2 separate regions of the Hermetia illucens genome follow, and region 2 is linked to region 1. The links are chromatin contacts, called in public Hi-C maps. All regions are on one chromosome and are shown on one strand. Each heading gives the region's core, a stretch centred on a gene start, on an enhancer-like site or on the middle of the called end of the contact. The rest is flanking DNA. Distances are from core to core; before and after follow the strand shown.

Region 1 (4,656 bases), core at 510-3,009:
TTTCAACGTCTCTGTGAGGTCGGCCTCGTTCTAAACGTGGACAAAGGTAAATTCGTACAGAAGCAGGTGACGGAGTTCAACCAGACCCATGAAAGTCCTGGGGGTTTAACGTGAGTACCTGCCGTGTAGGCATAATCCCACGGACTTCTTTGGAAAGGGATTGATTTTGGGACCACAATCAGAGCCCCGCGATGACTAACACAGCGGTACTAGTTTATAGTGAGTGCAGACTCAGCATTCATACCAGTGGATGCGAGGCCTATCTAACACCTCTGCCGCAACTAAGGAGTACGGCACCCAAGTTGTACAGCGCAACTCCCCGCTTGAGCTCTGCCCGCCATGTAGGCATAACCACAACCACCATGAAACCCCCACTAGGGGGCCAACCGCAAATAACCGGGCCGAGAACACATCTTCCAGGAATTCTCCGGGAGCATATGCTCTCAGAGGGCCATCCCGGTTCCCATGGTACCAGATAACCTCTGGTGAGGCTTCGTGGCAGAGCCACTTCAGATGAGTCCCTTGCAGACTCGGGTCTGATCGCCCTCCTCGAGTACGTGGGGACGGAACTCCCCAACGGGCTTCAACCAGACCCAGACAATTTTCCTCTGCCAACCGCGGGAAGGTCCTGCAAAGGATCTTGGGCATGTTAAACTTCTATCGTCGGTTCTTGCCTCCGCTCATCACCAAGCGAAATTCAAGGCTTACTCGTCTGGGCCCAAAACGGAAGACTTCCGCGAGGTTGCGTGGTCTACTGAGGCCGTCCAGGCGTTTGAAACCGTCAAACAACAGCTTGTTGATGCTACACTACTGGCATTTCCTTGGCCAAATGCACCTCTAATCACGTTTGTCGATGTTCAGACACAGCGGTAAGTGCCGCTCTGCAACAATGGGTGAACCAAACCTGGGAACCGTTAAGCTTCTTTTCGAAGCAACTCAACTCAGCTCAACGTAACTACAGTGCCTAGCTAATTCCTGGATTTCAAGCCGTTCACAGTGTTCACGGACCACAAGCCCCTTACTTTCGCGCTTAAGCAAAAGCCCGGCAAAGCGTCGAGCAATCGAATGTTACGAACCTGTAAAATGCTTCTTTCTAAATTTTGTAATAAATGTTTCCAAGGTAAGATTCTGCTTCGAACGCCAGTGTTAAGTTAACATCTTTCCTAGCTCATATGCAGACTTGCGTAATACTCACCACTGTTCCCTCGGCTTTCATCAACAGATTGGCCTCCACATTATCAGAGCTTAGTTCGTTGATATCATATCCAGAACAAAACGACCCCCCGACACCGTATAAAACTCCAACGGAGGAGGTGTCATCATTCTCGAAGTCATGAAAGGCTTTGGAGAGTTGTTCCGCGGTCAAGTCGTTCACGGCATTCCTGTGTTCGGGTCGGTTGATTCCAATCAGGGTGATGGGTCCATCTTTCTCAACAAGGACGAATTTCTCCTCTTTCGGCGCTTCAGCTTTTTCCTCTTCAACCGGCGCGACCTTTGCTTCTGAATAAGAGAGCGAGAAAGATTTTCATAAACACATTGTAAAGAGCAATTCAAGTCTTTTGGCACGTAACTGACCGTTTTTTTCAGCTGATAGGGCACGACCCAAGGAAAGCTGTCTCATAAGGAAGTGCTGTTGGTTGCCGAGATTTCGAACGATATTACTTAAACTTCGAATCATTGCGAGAATCGTGCTATAACATTAAAATGGTGCAATAGATGCCTTGGAGCCGGTGCCCGCACAGTGGTGACAGTTGAACAGATGTAAGCTGTCATATTATTGAAATTCCTGATAGGATTCTTGTGTCGTAGGTATATGGCCATGCTAGGTGATTCTTTACAAGAACCGATAAAAGATGTCGCTTAATTTAACCGAAAAATGGAATTCGATATAAGAAGCTTTTATAAGATTAACACTTTCAGGGCCTGGGTAAAACTCGTAAACTCGTCAGTTGACTAGAAAGTGAATTCGGTCAGATTAGATTCAGATTAAAAAAAAGAGAAAAGAAAAAAAACCTAGTTAAAAGATGAAATTTTCAGGATCTAGGAGTTGCATTTTTTTCATTTTAGATTTGATACTTTAAAATCCAAATTGCAAAATGCTTTAACATGTTTGTACTTAAGGAGGAGAGATACCTTTTACCAGTCCAGGAAACTTTTTTTTCATCTAAATATCTTGGTATCTTCCTTATCTGAGGGTTCTTATAATCTACCACATTCTGATTTGTTTTGATCGATTAATCGTTATATATACCTCACCGTGGGTTGTTGGTGGGGTAGTCAGTGGCCTAAACTTCCAACATGCTGACCTGTTGTATGCCAATGGAAGTGATCGACCCCGCTCCTGCATGGTAATCTCAAAAGACTTCCAGAAGAAGTTTCGAGTGGAGCATTCATCAGAGATATCCAATATGCCAATATGGGGGTAATAGCAGGGTATGATGTCAACGCTCACCACATATGCTGGGGAAGTTGCAACATCAATGCAAGAGGACGGAGACTACTGGACTATCTAGTAGGAACCGATCTGCAGATCCTTAATTTGGTAATGAACCCACTTTCTTCAACTTGGTCAGGCGAGAGATAATCGACATTACGGTGGCATCCCCTGACATTGAGGCTCTGGTCGGCGAGTGGAGAGTAACAAACGATATCACACTCTCGGATCACAGACGCATTGATTTCGTAATGGGCATGAATCCATCTCCACCTACTCCATTTCGGAATCCGCGGAAGACAGATTGGGCGACGTATAAAATAAAATTGAAAGCCCGGGTCACGATCCCGGGGAAGCGCATCAAATCCATTGCTGCAATTGAGAAGACAGCCCAGATGATCACAACTAGCATGAGAGAAGCTTTCGAAGCAAGCTGTCCACTAAAGATACCAAAGAAGGGTAAAACACCATGGTGGAACTCGGATTTGGCAAAACAGAGGAGAACGACAAGGATGCTCCCCAGTCGTGCTCTGAAGTGTGATTCAGGCGTTAGCTAGAATCGCTATAAAGAGGCACAGAAGGCTCTAAAGAAGAGCGTAAGGTCGGCTAAACAATCATCATGGAGACGCTTTTGCGAAGAGACTAACTTCAAAGCTGAAGCGGATTCTGGTTAAAGAACGTAGCCAGAAGCTGGGTTATTTACGTTTACAGAATGAGAGGTACACAAATTCCGCATGCTATCAACATAGTATGCTAGTCCCAAGCCCAGGTAAAGGAGGAAAATTTGGCAAAGTACTCCGTAGTATCAGGGGAAGAAATAAATAGAGTTTAGTTGGAGTTATTCCTCTATGTTAAATCCTACCTGATCTCTCTTGATGATAGGTCCCGCGACAGGCCGACCAAGAAAATGCATACAATGTCGTTACAAACAAGGTGATCGGATTGAGTCACAAGCCTCGGAGAAATGCTAGGACGTGCACATCAGTCGATGTGGCTGGACGAGGCTTGGTACTGTCGAGAAATGGGCAAGGGTTCTTGACGCATGCACGACAGCAAGACGTATGCCAGTTAGTCTGAACAATACAAATACGTGCCTGCATGCTAAATGTTGGTACCCTAACTGGAAAGACCGAGGAACTCGCAAGAGCCCTTTGGAAAAGGCGCATTGATATCTGAGCTCTACAAGAAACCCGATGGTCTGGTGGCAAAAGCTGCGACATTGAACGCGAATGCGGTAAAAATAGCTACGAACATCTCTATTTTGGTAGCCCACACACTCAATATGGTGTTGGCATTGCCATCTCAGAGGGTTTCCGTGATGTCGTCAAAGAATTGAAGAGCTCACCATTAAATCAGCTGATTGCGCTATTCACTTTTTTACCGCGTACGCACCACAGACAGGTCGACCTGATACCTAGAAAGATGCCTTCTGGCAACTTCTCGATAAAAAGACTTGTCACGTGCCTGCTGACGACTATATCATCATTGTCGGTGACCTTAATGGTCATTTGGGTGAAAAGGTAGACGATAACAGGTGCCATGGGGGAAAGGGGTTCGGAGCGCGCAATGAGGGTGGCGAGCACCTCAATATCGGCCGTTGATTGCCGTCTTGCGAATTAAGCCACCGATAAAACAGCGTGAGGAACGCACTGGCACGTCTCGCATTAAATGGTGGCGATTTCGTGAGAAGAAAGAAGATTTGATCTCACTCACACGATTACTGACCATTAAGAATGTGGAAGAATCGTGGAACCAAATGAAAGACATGATCCACAAACCGGCCTCTTCTACCATCGGGGTCACCAAGCTGGGTAAGTGGTACATCAACCGAGATACTTTGCTTTGGAATGACGATGCTGAAATGAAGGTCCGTGAAAAGAAACGCCTCTACCACAAATTTCTCGACGATAAAACACTGGCCAATTGGCAAATTTATAAGAATGCAACCAGGAAGCAAAGGAAGCAGTCGCTGTCACCCGAGCGGACCATTACAAACATTTTTATGATAAACTGAACACTCGGGATGGCGAGAGAGATTTGTATCGACTTGCTAAAAGCCGTAACGAACGTACACAGGATATCGAACACTTCTATTGCGTTAATGGCAAGAACGGTAATTTGATTTCCCACCGTCGAGCCGCAACGGATAGATCGTCAGAATACTTCGAGCAGATTTTAACTGAAGAATTTGCTCATCCTCCACTTCCACAATCATTGTCGGC
Region 2 (4,547 bases), core at 1,310-3,809, 170 kb after region 1:
TTGTTTCTATATGTGTGCTCCAAAGAAGCACATCATCAACTCCAAGGTTTCTGGCAGAAGCACAAACTTTTTGGAAGGCACTCAGTCAGAAATCTCGTGACTGTCCACGAACACTCTCACCGTGTACATGTCTTTCAAGCTTCTTTCTTCAATCATAGAACCCAAGAAATGAAGAGCACACTCACTGAAATTGACTCGCTGATAAGTATGTTGGTTTTCACTTTGTGGGTATGGCTTTAATACACCCTCGCGAATCCGACATCCAATCATTCTCTTCAGAAATTTCAGCGAAAATGATGCTTCGCTAATTTATTTGAAGTTGGTCAGGTTTGAATAGTTTCTTTTCCTTTGGTGTGAAGGCCATATTAATTTTTTACCAAAAAGTAGGCCATTCATATATATGGTTGTTATTGGGTTGGGGTTTAAGAATATGCTCAAAGTTTTCCCTGCTTGTCGTAGCAGGCGATTCAAAAGAGAAAAAAATTGTGGGCAGCTTGCAAATTTTGAAACTCTACTGCCAGCGAATTTTCTACGACGCCTCGGACAGGCATTGGCTTCACGTCGAGGACCATTGGCTATTGAAAATGGACTATGATTAGTTGTTGGAATATACGCACGCTCCTCGGCAACGGCAGTGAGGGTCCTCGAATGCTCAATTTCTCTAACTCAAGTAGGAATAAAAACAACATAAGGTGGACATTCTGCTCGTAAGCACATTAAGATGGTGGGACTCTGGAGAGTACTCCTCTCCCTCTTCCTACATTTATGACAATGTGCTTTTGTACTCTGGAAAGCCAAGTGGTAGCAGATGCAAATCCGGTGTTAGGCTGTTTCTGAAGGCTACCGCAAGACGCGCTCCCTTGACCTGGTAATCGGTTTCTGACCAACTTCTGACTGCAAAATTCCGATCCAAGTTAACGGGAGAGGAAAAAATGCTTTCTACAGGCAATTACACGCAATTCAGGGAAGACTTTTTAAAAGTGAAATTATTATCATGATTGGGTGATCTGAATGCCAAGGTGGGCTCTGACAGCTTCTCACTCGGACATGGGGAAACACGGTTTTTGGCGACTGTAACGATAATGGTGGGAGGTTTATGGATTACTTCAACTTTCACCGCCTCGTCATTGGTGGCGCATTGTTTAAGCATAAGGCCTACCATAAGGTCAGCGGAATTTCAACTGACCGACACCATATAAGCAATTAAGTTGACTAGTTCGTGATTAGCAATTGATTTAGGAAGTGCGTAACAAAAAAAGGCGTTGACATTGGCCTCAAAAGGGATCATAATCTGATTATTATTCTGTTAAAGGAAAGTCGCACCACGTCTTTGAAGAATTATTGTGCCCCCTAATAATCTGACAGTCGCTTATGTTTGCTTGCGTGTTGTGTCTGTCACTTCTCGCAGGGGTGGAGAGCTATGACCCCCACAGTTCAGACGGCAGATATTCTGAGTAACCTGCCTGAGAATATAGATGAGCATTGAGCTGCCATCAAATAGCGAAGATTCCGCAAAATGCAATAATTTCAGAAGTGCATACCGCATTACAAAAGAGCTTATATGTGGTCACAAATCGTTCGATGGTCCCGTGAAGAACGATAACGGTCGACTTCTCATCCACAATGACGAGCAACTGAAGATGTGAAAAGGGCACAGTACATCCAATGGAGTTCCTCCTCTTGTGGATGAAACGGCTACCCACCGTAACATGAGGATACAGACTGCTCCTCCAAGAAGAAGAACAATTATTTCGGCCAGCAATCAACTCAAACGGAGTCAAGCTATTGAGCTTGACCGTCGCCCCACACAGTTATTTATCGCTGAACCTGCAGTTAGATTCGATACTTCCATTCATACAGGAATCTTGGGAAGGCGAGACTTTCCCAGATAATCGAAAAAGCTGATGTACGTTAAGGCCCGTTTTGAGGGTGACAATTGGAGGGGTATCTGCGTACTCCCTGCCGTCGTAAAGAAAATAGCTAAAACAATCCTGGAACGCATTGAAGAACATCTCGAAAACTTGATCGACAGAGAGCAAGCTGGTTTTCGCTCCGGGTCCTCCTGGATTGATCACATCAGTACTCTACGGATCATTTTGGCACAGTGAGCGGAGTTTAGATCTTCGCTTCACATGTTCTTCATCGATTTCGACGGTCGCTTGTTTCTTACCTGTACGAATAATTTCAAGTATTCTGTGAATCCCCTGATCATATACTAGAAAACGTTCAGGTGAAAGTTGTTAAAAATATAGAGTTAATATTCTTAGACAAACAAATTATAGTCATAAGGTTGGTACAAATTACTAGCGGTTTAAATTGAAGAAATCTCAAAACAGAGAACCTTTCTTACATGCCTAGTACACGTTTGTAGTTATCTATTTCTGATACTTTGCAATTACTTGCGAAATTATCTTAATGATAGATAAACGGACGAAGATAACAAAATTGGTAATATCTGCTTTAATTTTGTATGATGGTTGCGCCGCTGTAAATATATTAGTCGTAGCTGCGGCCATCTTCATGTGTATTTACATTTTCCATATGATGCCGCTGTCACCTTGAACGTCAGATGTATTCCGGGAAGTGGAAAATAAAGGCCGAGCTGAGCATGGAAACGTTCTTGAGCTGAGATTGAATAGTCGCCAGCCGCTCCCTAGTTTCCTTTGCTTTGTGCTTTGTTCACGCTGCAATTTCAATGCTGTGAGCAACGAAATTCTTAGGCTAGGCATTTTCTGTCAGGTAGGTGGTAACTTTCCACACCCAAAACATCTTTATGGCTCCTTATCAACCAATTTCTTATCAGCAGGTTATTCAATTTCCGATAACGGAGAGTAATCCAATCCCAATCAGAGTTTGAACCGGCTCAAAGGTGATTTTCGTATTAGCCAAACAGTTGTTGAGTACAAAGCGTTCTTGCAGGTCGGCGGGATAAGTTCGTTGAGAAACGAGGATAATGGATTTAAAGGAAGGAGGAAGGGTCCTAGCGTCCCATATCAATATGCTGTTCGGCAATAAGGAGCCCTGGCAGATCGCAGCCATCACAACTTCAACCATTCTCAGCCTGTTCTGGCTGTGGGACCTAATCAACCAAGATGAGGGTGAGTTCTGTCTCACGGTGAACGCCCATTTCGATTTGAGTTTACTATTCTAAGCCCCTAAACCTCCTCCTTGCGGTCTAACGTTGATTTTTTCCACAGATCTTTACATCAGAGCAAAGAAGAAATTCTTCAAACTTTCCCGAAAGATTCCCTACGTCCAGAAAAAGATCGACGAAGAAATAGGCAAGATCGCGAAAGGTTTCGAGGAAGATATCCAAAAGAGCAACGAAGGACTCGATTATTATCTCGACCTCCCACCCAAAGGTCTTACCAGAGGCGAAGTAATGGACGTCTTCGAAAAATATTCAAATCTGGGCCATTACAATTGGAAAAGCGGAAAGGTTTCGGGAGCAGTTTACGATTTCGACGAGAACATAGTCAACTTGGTAACCGAGGTCTACGGCAAGGCTTCGTACACAAACCCGCTGCACGCTGACGTTTTCCCTGGGATTTGTAAAATGGAAGCGGAAGTAGTGCGCATGGCGTGCAACCTATTTCAAGGTGGACCGGAAAGTTGTGGAGCTGTAAGTTGACCAAAGGAAATGTTTTGCATTTTTCTTATGGATGTTTTTGCGTTCCAGATGACCACTGGAGGGACTGAGTCGATTATTATGGCTGTGAAGGCTTTCCGCGATTATGCTCGTGATGTGAAAGGAATTACAAGGCCGAACATTGTGGCGCCAGTGACGGCTCACGTCGCTTTTAATAAGGCCGGCCTTTACTTTGGCGCCCACGTCCACTCGGTCAAACTGAATCCAGAGACGTACACTGTCGATATTAAGGCAATGGAACGAGCTATCAACAGGAACACAATCATGGTAAGCAGACAGTCGAATGGGGGTTTACGAATATACTCGAAAGTATTCGCTGCTTGTCCTAAAAGGCGACTAGAGGGATAAACCTTTTGTTATCGAAAACCGCTAAGTATTCGTTTCTGGATTGAGCGCACGTTCGCCGACAACAGCGTCGAAGATCTCCAGAATGCTCGGTTTCTCCAACTTGAGTGGGGATTCCAGCGATATAGCCCAGATACTCTGGGCCTAAGCGAAATAAGGTGGGGAAAATTTCCAGGGCACTTCACTCCCTCTTGCGGCTCTGAGCTATTTTACTTCGGGTAATCAAGTGGTATCAGACGCCAACCTGGTGTTGGATTGTTACTGACAGCAATTGCAAGGTGCACCCTCTTGACCTGGTAGCCGGTTTCTGACAGGATTCTGACTCCGAACCAGGTTAAGGAGCATCATAATTGTGCAGCGCTATGCACCAACGGAGATTTCCAATGTTTTAGGAAGGATGCTTTCTATTGGTTGGACAAATTCGCTTAAGGGGACATTTTGATTGTGATAGGTGATCTGAATTCCAAGATGGGTGAACGGTTGTAGGCTTTGTAACTTTCACCGTGTCGTCATCGGTTTCACACTTTTCGAGTACAGGGACTGCCCGAAGGCT

What was found. Hi-C and Micro-C count contacts between places; a contact is called where the count stands out from the background.
Region 2: a contact with region 1 is called in a Hi-C map of an unstated tissue, with 5 times the contacts expected there. The contact joins the promoter of LOC119657367 here to the promoter of LOC119657838 in region 1. A contact is called at or near these places in 2 of 2 Hi-C or Micro-C datasets (an unstated tissue and whole body).

Annotation. Positions count from the first base shown.
Region 1 is chr5:22,346,730-22,351,385 of iHerIll2.2.curated.20191125, forward strand. LOC119657838 (short-chain-enoyl-CoA hydratase-like) reads right to left here and starts at 1,760. Exons shown (of 4, transcript XM_038064961.1): 1 at 1,576-1,760; 2 at 1,196-1,500. The coding sequence starts at 1,678.
Region 2 is chr5:22,519,060-22,523,606 of iHerIll2.2.curated.20191125, forward strand. LOC119657367 (sphingosine-1-phosphate lyase) reads left to right here and starts at 2,560. Exons shown (of 9, transcript XM_038064251.1): 1 at 2,560-2,739; 2 at 2,804-2,869; 3 at 2,920-3,098; 4 at 3,198-3,622; 5 at 3,680-3,916. The coding sequence starts at 2,954.